Linked DNA regions of Zea mays: all the other regions are linked to region 3. Evidence: chromatin contacts called from public Hi-C data. All regions are on one chromosome and are shown on one strand. The core of a region is the stretch at or near the end of the contact, and the rest is flanking DNA. Distances in the headings are between cores, read along the strand shown. Region 1 has its middle 6.8 kb from the start of LOC111591036. Region 2 holds the start of LOC100383211 (putative RING zinc finger domain superfamily protein). Region 3 holds the start of LOC100273983.

Region 1 (2,700 bases), core at 66-2,565, 280 kb after region 3:
ACGATCCAAATATTTTTTTCACAGTTTGTTAGAGCGCTAAATAAATTCTAGTTTCAAAAATACATAGAATTAGAGCCTGAACTCAATTCGATCCGATCCGTAAATGTTATGGTGTAAAAGTTAGAGAATCCATTGTCACATCTATGTATAATACATGCTCTTACACTATAAATCAGTGATTTGCTACAGTTTCTTAGTTACTGTCGACAAAGTTGGACACGAATCGTGTGGACGGCAACACTACGGAGGGAGTAACTGTTGGCACAGAAAGAAATTAAGCATCGCATAGTGGCACTGGCATGTGTGGGCACGTCAACGATATTGAATTTACCAGCGTCAACAGTACCGCCGTCGTGCAGGACAAGAGAACGTCGTCACTGTATCCCCTGCGCCAAGGACCAGACGAAAGAGATAATGATTGAATAGTACTACGTGCCGGGTACTTGCGGTGGAGATTACGAGTGGACAGGAGGAGAAACCCATCATCATCGCTCTGAAGAAATCCAGTAGGGGTACGGCGTCGATCAGCGACCGTGTAGTGTAGTAGACTCCCGTAGTGGACGCCGCACTTGACTGATTTTACACGATCAGCAGCAGCAGCAGTAGTGTCACTAAAAATTTAAAAACTAGGGCTGCACACGTCCTGACGTCGCGCCCTGCCCGAGTCGGTAGCCAGTTCTCCTACTCCCCCCGTTTCTTTTTATTTGTCGCTGAATAGTGTAAAATTGCACTATTCAGCGACAAATAAAAAGAAACGGAGGGATTATCTATCATCGCACGCGTTGGCTGGAGGAGGAGAGCAAGAGGTACCAATACCAACAAACAGGGCGCGGGCACCTGCCTCTGCCTGCCCAGGCGCCCGTACGTTTGGTGCGCGTACTAATTTGTCCAACCCCCAACCAACCGCCGCCGGCTTCGGTCTTCGGATAGGGGCGAGAGTGCGCGCACCGCCGACATGTCCATGTGGCGTCGGGGGGTGATGCGCGTCGACGTGGACGTGGCCCCCTCGTCCACGGAACCTCACCCCATCCATCCTCCTCGGCCGGCCGAATAATCCGGACACGGGACGTCAAATTGCTTGCCAGCGACGGCATCGGCCGCCCATTATCTAACCCCCACCCCCCCAATCATTCACGTTAATGACGTCCGCGGCGGGCTAACCGCGTCCACATCCTGTCCACGTCCCCCGTTACACTTGCACGGTTGCACCCTGCCGCGACGGCACGGCGGGGCGCTGACGCGTGGACCACGGCGCGGCGTAGGGGCCAGGTGTCTGCGTGGTCGCTTTTATAGCTCGGTCGGTGCAGGCAAATGCTAGGGGGCGGGGCGGGGGCAGTGCAGGTCGGTGCGGCGGCTAGGGCTACAGACGAGAAGAGGGCCGCCGGCATAGGGTGGGTGGGTGGGTGGGTGTGGAGGAATCCCGTCCACGATCCGATCCGCGGCGTAGGTGAGGTGAGGTGGGGTGCGGACGGGCGGTCCAGTCGTCGGCTCGTCGCCTCCTCACGGGAACAGGACGGGACGGGACGGGACCCAGCGGAGCTGGAGCAGGTGTTGGGTGCCGCGGCCGTGTGCAGGTAGGTGTGTGCCCCAACCGATTTCAAAGACTTGGGTGGGTGGGTGGGTGGGTGGGAGGGAGTTCTGTTATGAAAATCGCGCGGTGGACGCAACGACTCGCGCAGTACAACATCAATGATGTCGGTGGCGTCCGCATTCACACGCCCCGCGTTCTCGGCTGGCGTCACGCACTCTCTGGGCCTGGGTCCGCGCGGGAGCCGTACGCACACCACCAGCTTGCTGCCTGTAGACCAACCGAGCTCCAGACCAGTACGAGACGCCGTACTGGAACACAGCGCATGCGGCTATCTAGATCCAGTATTTACTCGTGGTACCAGGTTATGACCTGGTCCCTGCCTCCCTGGTGAACTGCATCCATCTGTTTGTAAGCATCTGACCCCGAGTGCGCGCTGCACGCGGCTCTGCCTCGCCCGTGTTGAATTCAAATGAATGCGGCGGTCGGAGGCGCCGCGGGGCCCTGGCAGTGAGTGGCAGGCGCGCCATGCCCATGCAACAACGCCGGTCGGTGCGGCCATGAATATATATACGTGTGGTGGCGTCGAGCTGTACATTCTAATTGTACGTACCACCTGCCCTGACGGATGGCCGGCAGGCAGCAGCAAAGGTGGTCGAGCAGACACGGCGAGAGCGACGGCCGACGGGGCCGGAGTACGTACGGTGCTCCGTCCAAATATATACAAGCCAGATCGAGAACGGCAATCATGCGTCTATCTGGATGATCTAGGCATTGGCTTGGCTGTTTTATCGTCTGTACGTTACGTGTGCAGTATGAGGATGGAGAGGTGTGATGGAGACGAAGACAGCAGCGCAGGGCCGCGACAGCGACGACGGCCCGGGCCGCGCAGTGGGGGTGGGGAGGTGGTGGAGCCGGGTTGCTATCTTATCTGTCCGCGACGGCCCCCAATAAACAAAGCCAGCCAGCCAGCAGCCGGGGTGCTGGTGGATGGAGTAACCAGGAATACAACGAGGCGTTCCGTTCGTCGCTCACTTGCTGTATTATTAAAAGAAAAATCAAAACAAAACCATGGAACGGAATCATCATCATCATTCATTGGCCTGGCCCAGTGCGCGGCAGAGTATCATCAACACTGCTGGTAGCAGCAATAAAAACGAAGAGAAAACCAG
Region 2 (2,712 bases), core at 6-2,505, 260 kb after region 3:
GCCTACGGATTAGGACGTCTTCGGCCAGAGGGATTCCAGTGCGAGTTCCACGGAAGTTTTTTTTTTACAGAAACCATGCGGCCAGGACCAGTGGCGTGTGTGTGAGACGCTCCCGCATCGCCGGTGGAACACGAAACAAAACTGAAACGCAGCGTGGATGGGATGGAGATGACGGTACGTGGTGGATCCAGATGATTTCCGTGCATGTATCAAGGACTGTTTTCTTTCTCACGAGCTGTCAATGCCCCCTTTTTTTTTCCTTGGCCTGTTTTGCTTGAACAAGGCGAGATATTCAATGAGAATAAGCGCCTGACAGCCAACCATGCTAGCTGGTCCATGGCCATGGGACCAAATGAGACGCCAAACCCACGCAGCACAGGCCGCACAGCTTGATTAGTTGCCGGGAAATGACCTTTAGCAGTTTAGCAGGTGAAAAACAGAATCACCAGAGGAGGCTCCAACACAGCTCACAAGTTGATGCATAATAATAAATGGTAGGGGTAGTAGCTTGATCTGAAACAATTAACTCGCTTTCATGGTTTTCTCATGAGCTGACAAATGCGCAGCAACTGCACACACACAATCCAACTAACATGTCTCATGACACTTGGATCGCACCTAGAGATATTCAATGAAAAAGGATCGCAAGAAGAAGAAGAAAAAGATACTATTCAATGCAGTGCAAGGGATGAGCTAGAGAGCGTCACTCCATGACCGTAGCCATCCATCCATCCTGATGCTGTGCTGTGCTGTGCATGCAAAGGAAAGAGAGAAAGACTGAAAGAGAGACTGAGAGGAGAGGCGCTTTGCTGTCGTAGTGTTGCTGCCGCAACGCCACAAAAAGGGTCAGGGGCAGGGAGGTCATGTGAAAGACAACACGACGCAGGCCTCCTCCTCTCTAATCTTTGGCCCTTCTTTAAGGGGGGCTACTCCTGCTAATTCCAATGGGGCGCATTTAGTGGGGGGAGGAAAAGGGATCCTTGCGAAGACCCAGACGCCAGAGGGGAGTGAGGGAGAGGGGAGGGAGAAATAAATAAACCCGAATTCAGCCAAACTTCTCTCTCCCACCGCGCTTGCATCCTCTCATCGCCACCCCACCCTCCTCCTCCCTGTCTTTCTCCCCCCCTCTCTCTCCCCCTCTTGACAAATTTTCCTCCACCCATTCCCTTCCTCCCCTCTTCTTCTTCTCCACCCACTCCACCGATCCCCCTCTTTCTCTCTGAATTCTCTCTCGTCGTGCCCACCCTTCCATCTGTCTGCTGCCTCTCTCTCTCGCAATCAGTCACTCGGCTCTTGTTTCTTCCGTCTGCTGGGTTGATTCTTTCTCTTCCTCTCCGTGGAGAAACAGGAGGAGAGAGGAAAGAAGAGAAATCGGAACCAGCCTGTTCTTTTTGCCTGGATTGCGGTTCTTGCGAGTTGTTCAGAAACTCTGGGCCAGTTTCTGGTACGGTTTGTTCCACCTCTCTATCAAACTGCTCCTTTTTTTATTTTCCGTCTTATCTCTTGATTTTGCATGGGGAAACAATCCCTTTCTCTTGTTCCAGTCCATGATTCCGTCGCAAATATGTGTTTTTTTCTCTCGCTGTTTCCTTCATGTTTCAATCCACAGTAGTTGTCCATGGAGCGGCCTGGATATGGCTCTCGTTGAACTATCAACAATTCTTGTTTTTTTCAGAAGCAAAATTCTCAACTTCCATGTTCAAACAAAAAAAACTCTTTTTTTCTTTGCTCGCGATACATGGATAGATGGATGTATTGGGCGTTCTTGGTTCAGTTAAAAATCTCTAGCTGCTCCCGTATTCCAGACTTTTCCAGTTTCGTGATCGCAGAGGGAATCGATGCTCCTCTTTGAAACAGTGGATCGCTACCTCCGTCTTTTTCCTTTTTATTTTTGTTTCTTTTACAGCGTCCTTTTGCAAACCGATAGGGAAGGGAAAAAATAAATGCAAAAGAAAAAGGCTGTATATTTTGAGCGAGCGTCCACAGAATCAATGGGCCCCATCCTGCATGCGGTCCATCTGTTTAGGTCGCATGCATTGTACATTCACCGTGCTTTGCTTTCACCCATTAAAATGCATGCATCACCACAGCTTTTTGCTCGCAACAGCAACCCAAACCATCAAGTTTGGTGCACGCGTACGCCACACCAAATGCGGCTCATGCCAAGATTGCTACAGCCAGATTAGTTGCCAATACCCTGATTAGTTGATGTCTAGTACAGTAATGTGTGAGACCAAAACAGGCGCAGCTACTTCCATAGAGTAACAACCGGGAGTAGAATTACAATATTTTGGAGTGCAGACAACAGTTTCTTGTATCTACAGTTGGCATATTTTGGTGGCAACTGTTGAAGGAATAGCCTAGATAAATCGTAGCCTTCTGTATCCCGTTCATTTCAGTCAGTTTTCTTGTGTTCCAATAAAGTTGGAGCACAATTCGGGGGCCTAAATGTTTGATGTGTTACTTACAACTGACAGGTCCTTTAAACTACTGGAAAGAGGAACCATCAGAGATGCCAAGGCAGCCAACAAATTGATATCTAATTGCCCTACTTTGGATCATCATAATGCAAGGACAGAGGAATTCTATGGAGCATTTTGCTGATGTCTTTGGATTCGACGTTGCATCGAGTTCAGGCAACCCTGTGATGGATCAGCAGTCATATTGGAATAATGTTCTTGGATCAGTAGAATCACATAATCTTCAAGGTTA
Region 3 (2,700 bases), core at 129-2,628:
TTTCTAGAATGCCTTCTCAACGAATTGTATATAAAATCTTTTAGAAATGACAAAGGGAGGTATATGACCATAAGGGAGGCCCCCAAGTAAGTAACTGCAAATGGATGTCTGTACTTTGTGAATATCCCCTGCACAAAATTTTTTTTTACAAAATGAACATTCAATATATTTCGCAAGGTGGACTTTACAATTTCCAAAGATAAAAGAACCAAGAACTAGAAGTGGAGGTGTTTTGCAGTCGAGAGGTGACAAAATTCTACTACCAGTGCCCTCTAATTCCCGTCGGTATCTCCTTTAATCATGTATTTTAGGTGATCAAGCATATCACAAGTAGGGGTGGTAATGGGATCTAGATTTTACACTAAAATTTAAGGATCGAATTGGATTAGGATCAAACTCTGTTCCTATTCATTTTAAACTGAAATTAATTAAGGGTCCTAACTTATTGTGAAGAAACATTTGGATCGTAATCCATTACCACTCCTAATCACAACCACCCTGGACCCGGCAAGGAGCCACAGATGAACTGTCACAACCAGAACCACCACATGATTATACTTTGACAGAGTTTACATGAACAAGCTAAGCACTGAGGACTGACGACAGGCAGGTACAGGTAGTTAGACCATTAACAGCAGATTTGACGGATATCCATATGAGCATACATGTAGTTTTTGGCTCATTAACTCCAGAATTATACAGTAGAAGGCATAAGAATTGACTTTTCTTTGTTTCTTTATGGTATAAATAAAGTCCAGGTCCAGTGGTGAAGCCTCGGCTGGATTCAGAATGATGCCAGATGTTCTTTTCAAGACAGAATGGTGCCAGATGCATAACATTCCCCTGAGAAATTTTCTATTGCAGACAACCCTGCGCGTAACGTTTTAAAAACCGAGATGCTGAACAAGCCAAAACCAATCCGATAAGCCAGCATGCATCCCAAGCCAAGAACCTCCGACGAAATAAACAAGGAGACCGCGGAGCACGCGTAAAAGATTACAGAATCCACAGCGCACCTGCGTGACCTCGGCAGAGATGACCCAGATCAGCACGACGGCGACGATGAGGCACAGGCCAGATCGGTACTTGAGGCTGGAGCCCATGTCCGCAGGCAGGCAGGCAGCCCTCACGTTCGTTCCTCCCTTGCTTGTACCACTGAAAACTACGGCGAGAAGGGCGGCCGGGTGAACAATTTAAAACCGCGCTCGGCCTCACCTCACCACCTCGCCTGGCCCCCGGGCGGCGGGCACACGCGTGCGGTGCGCGAGCCCCGTCGCCTCGGCATCCGCCTCGCTTCCCGCCTCACAGAAAGAGCGGGGAGGGGCGGAGGAGGAGGAGCGGCGGTTTTGTCCCGGCGGGAGGGAGGGAGGCGTGGGCGGGGTGGGGTGGGGGCGGTCGGGCGGGGGTAAAGCCGGGGGTCACCTACACACGGAAGTTTCTATTTTGGTGGTGGTCGCCCCGAGGCGGGCGCGACCGGAGAGGCGGAGCGGGGGCCGGGGACGACGCGCTGGCGCTGGCCTGGCCGTGCCTGGGTGGTGGTGGAATGGATTCAGCGTCAAGCAACGGGAAAACGAAGCGAGGCGTGGTGCGCTGGCGCGGCCGCGCGCGTGGAAGGCGAGCTTGCTATGGGCGCGGGCGGGGGTGGTGGCGGAGGCGGACGGCGAGTTTGGGTGGGAAGCAGGTGCGCGCGATCGGTGCGGGGGTATTTGGCTCGGACGGGTGCTGGTGCTGGTGCTGGTCGCTGTCGCTCTCGGTCACATCGTATACTCCTGCCGTGCGGGGACGACGGGGCCCGGCGCGATGGGATTGGATTGGGTGGAAACCGACCGCTTCGCTGGCGTCTGCCGTTCCGTGCCGTGCCGTGCCGGAGTGGAAGGCTCGGTGGGTCGGAATAGTCGGTGCAGATGGACAGATGGTGAATGGCTCGTGCGGGAGGTTTCTGTGTTTTTCGGCGACAAAACGACCGTGTCGTGGGACGTCCGCGTACCCCGGTCACGGCGTTGAGGCTTTAGAGCGTGGCAATGCTAGCTGGCCTACGTGTAGTGTAGTGTAGGCAAGGTCAACCGACAATTAATAATAACTAACCGCGTTACAGTCGATCGGTGTGGTCGTTTCCACGGTACGCTGCAGGACCGCGACCGTTGAAACTATTAACTGATTTTAGTTAGGTTAAACTAGCTTATGACCAAATGTGTAGTCGAGTTTGTAGCTAATACAGTTAGCTGGACTATTAAATATGGGTGTTTTAATGACTCCAGCTAAAAATAACTAACGGGTAAACTATTAGATAAGTTGTTTAGATGTCTCTAGCTAACTGTAGCAGCTAAGTATTAGCTCTCTGGTGCATTAAAAGTTTAAAACAGCTAAATTAAATAGGAGTAGAGTAACAGAGACAAGAGCTATCCACTCGTGAATGATGCTTTTCGTTCGCTGCTAGAAACAGGAACAGAGTTAGAGTTAGGAGGACAAACGTTTAAGGACAACTTGCGCGCGTGTGTATAGATGAAAACACACACACACACACAAATGGATGGCCCTACCATTGCTTTCCAGACAAACCCGGCGCACGCACCAGCAAGGAAGTGGCGCATGTCGCAGGCAGATGGTAATAAAGTGTGCCGTTGTTGATCGTTGTTCTGATGGACCATGACGCGTCCCCAGCACAGAACTGGAGTGTTTCCTAACTGCTTTTTACTGCAG

Evidence for each region. A called contact is a pair of places that touch in the nucleus more often than the background predicts.
Region 1: a contact with region 3 is called in a Hi-C map of tassel, with 4 times the contacts expected there. The contact joins the enhancer-like site here to the promoter of LOC100273983 in region 3. A contact is called at or near these places in 3 of 25 Hi-C or Micro-C datasets (bundle sheath, endosperm and tassel).
Region 2: a contact with region 3 is called in a Hi-C map of tassel, with 5 times the contacts expected there. The contact joins the promoter of LOC100383211 here to the promoter of LOC100273983 in region 3. A contact is called at or near these places in 12 of 25 Hi-C or Micro-C datasets (bundle sheath, ear, leaf and 3 more) and 2 of 3 datasets of contacts at active chromatin or transcription factors (leaf and seedling).

The regions. Positions count from the first base shown.
Region 1 is chr2:5,757,911-5,760,610 of Zm-B73-REFERENCE-NAM-5.0, reverse strand. No RefSeq gene overlaps it. Among protein-coding and RNA genes, the nearest start is that of LOC111591036, 6.8 kb to the left of the region's middle. Within about 2 kb of position 1,315, at least 19 of the 20 cell types and tissues checked have an H3K27ac peak or open chromatin away from gene starts, as enhancers often do. A contact at or near this core is called in bundle sheath, endosperm and tassel, where this site is marked.
Region 2 is chr2:5,775,828-5,778,539 of Zm-B73-REFERENCE-NAM-5.0, reverse strand. LOC100383211 (putative RING zinc finger domain superfamily protein) reads left to right here and starts at 1,255. Exons shown (of 7, transcript NM_001175873.1): 1 at 1,255-1,444; 2 at 2,478-2,712. The coding sequence starts at 2,567.
Region 3 is chr2:6,038,930-6,041,629 of Zm-B73-REFERENCE-NAM-5.0, reverse strand. It overlaps LOC100273983, which reads right to left and starts at 1,378. Exons shown (of 8, transcript NM_001148369.1): 1 at 1,017-1,378; 2 at 1-128. The coding sequence starts at 1,103.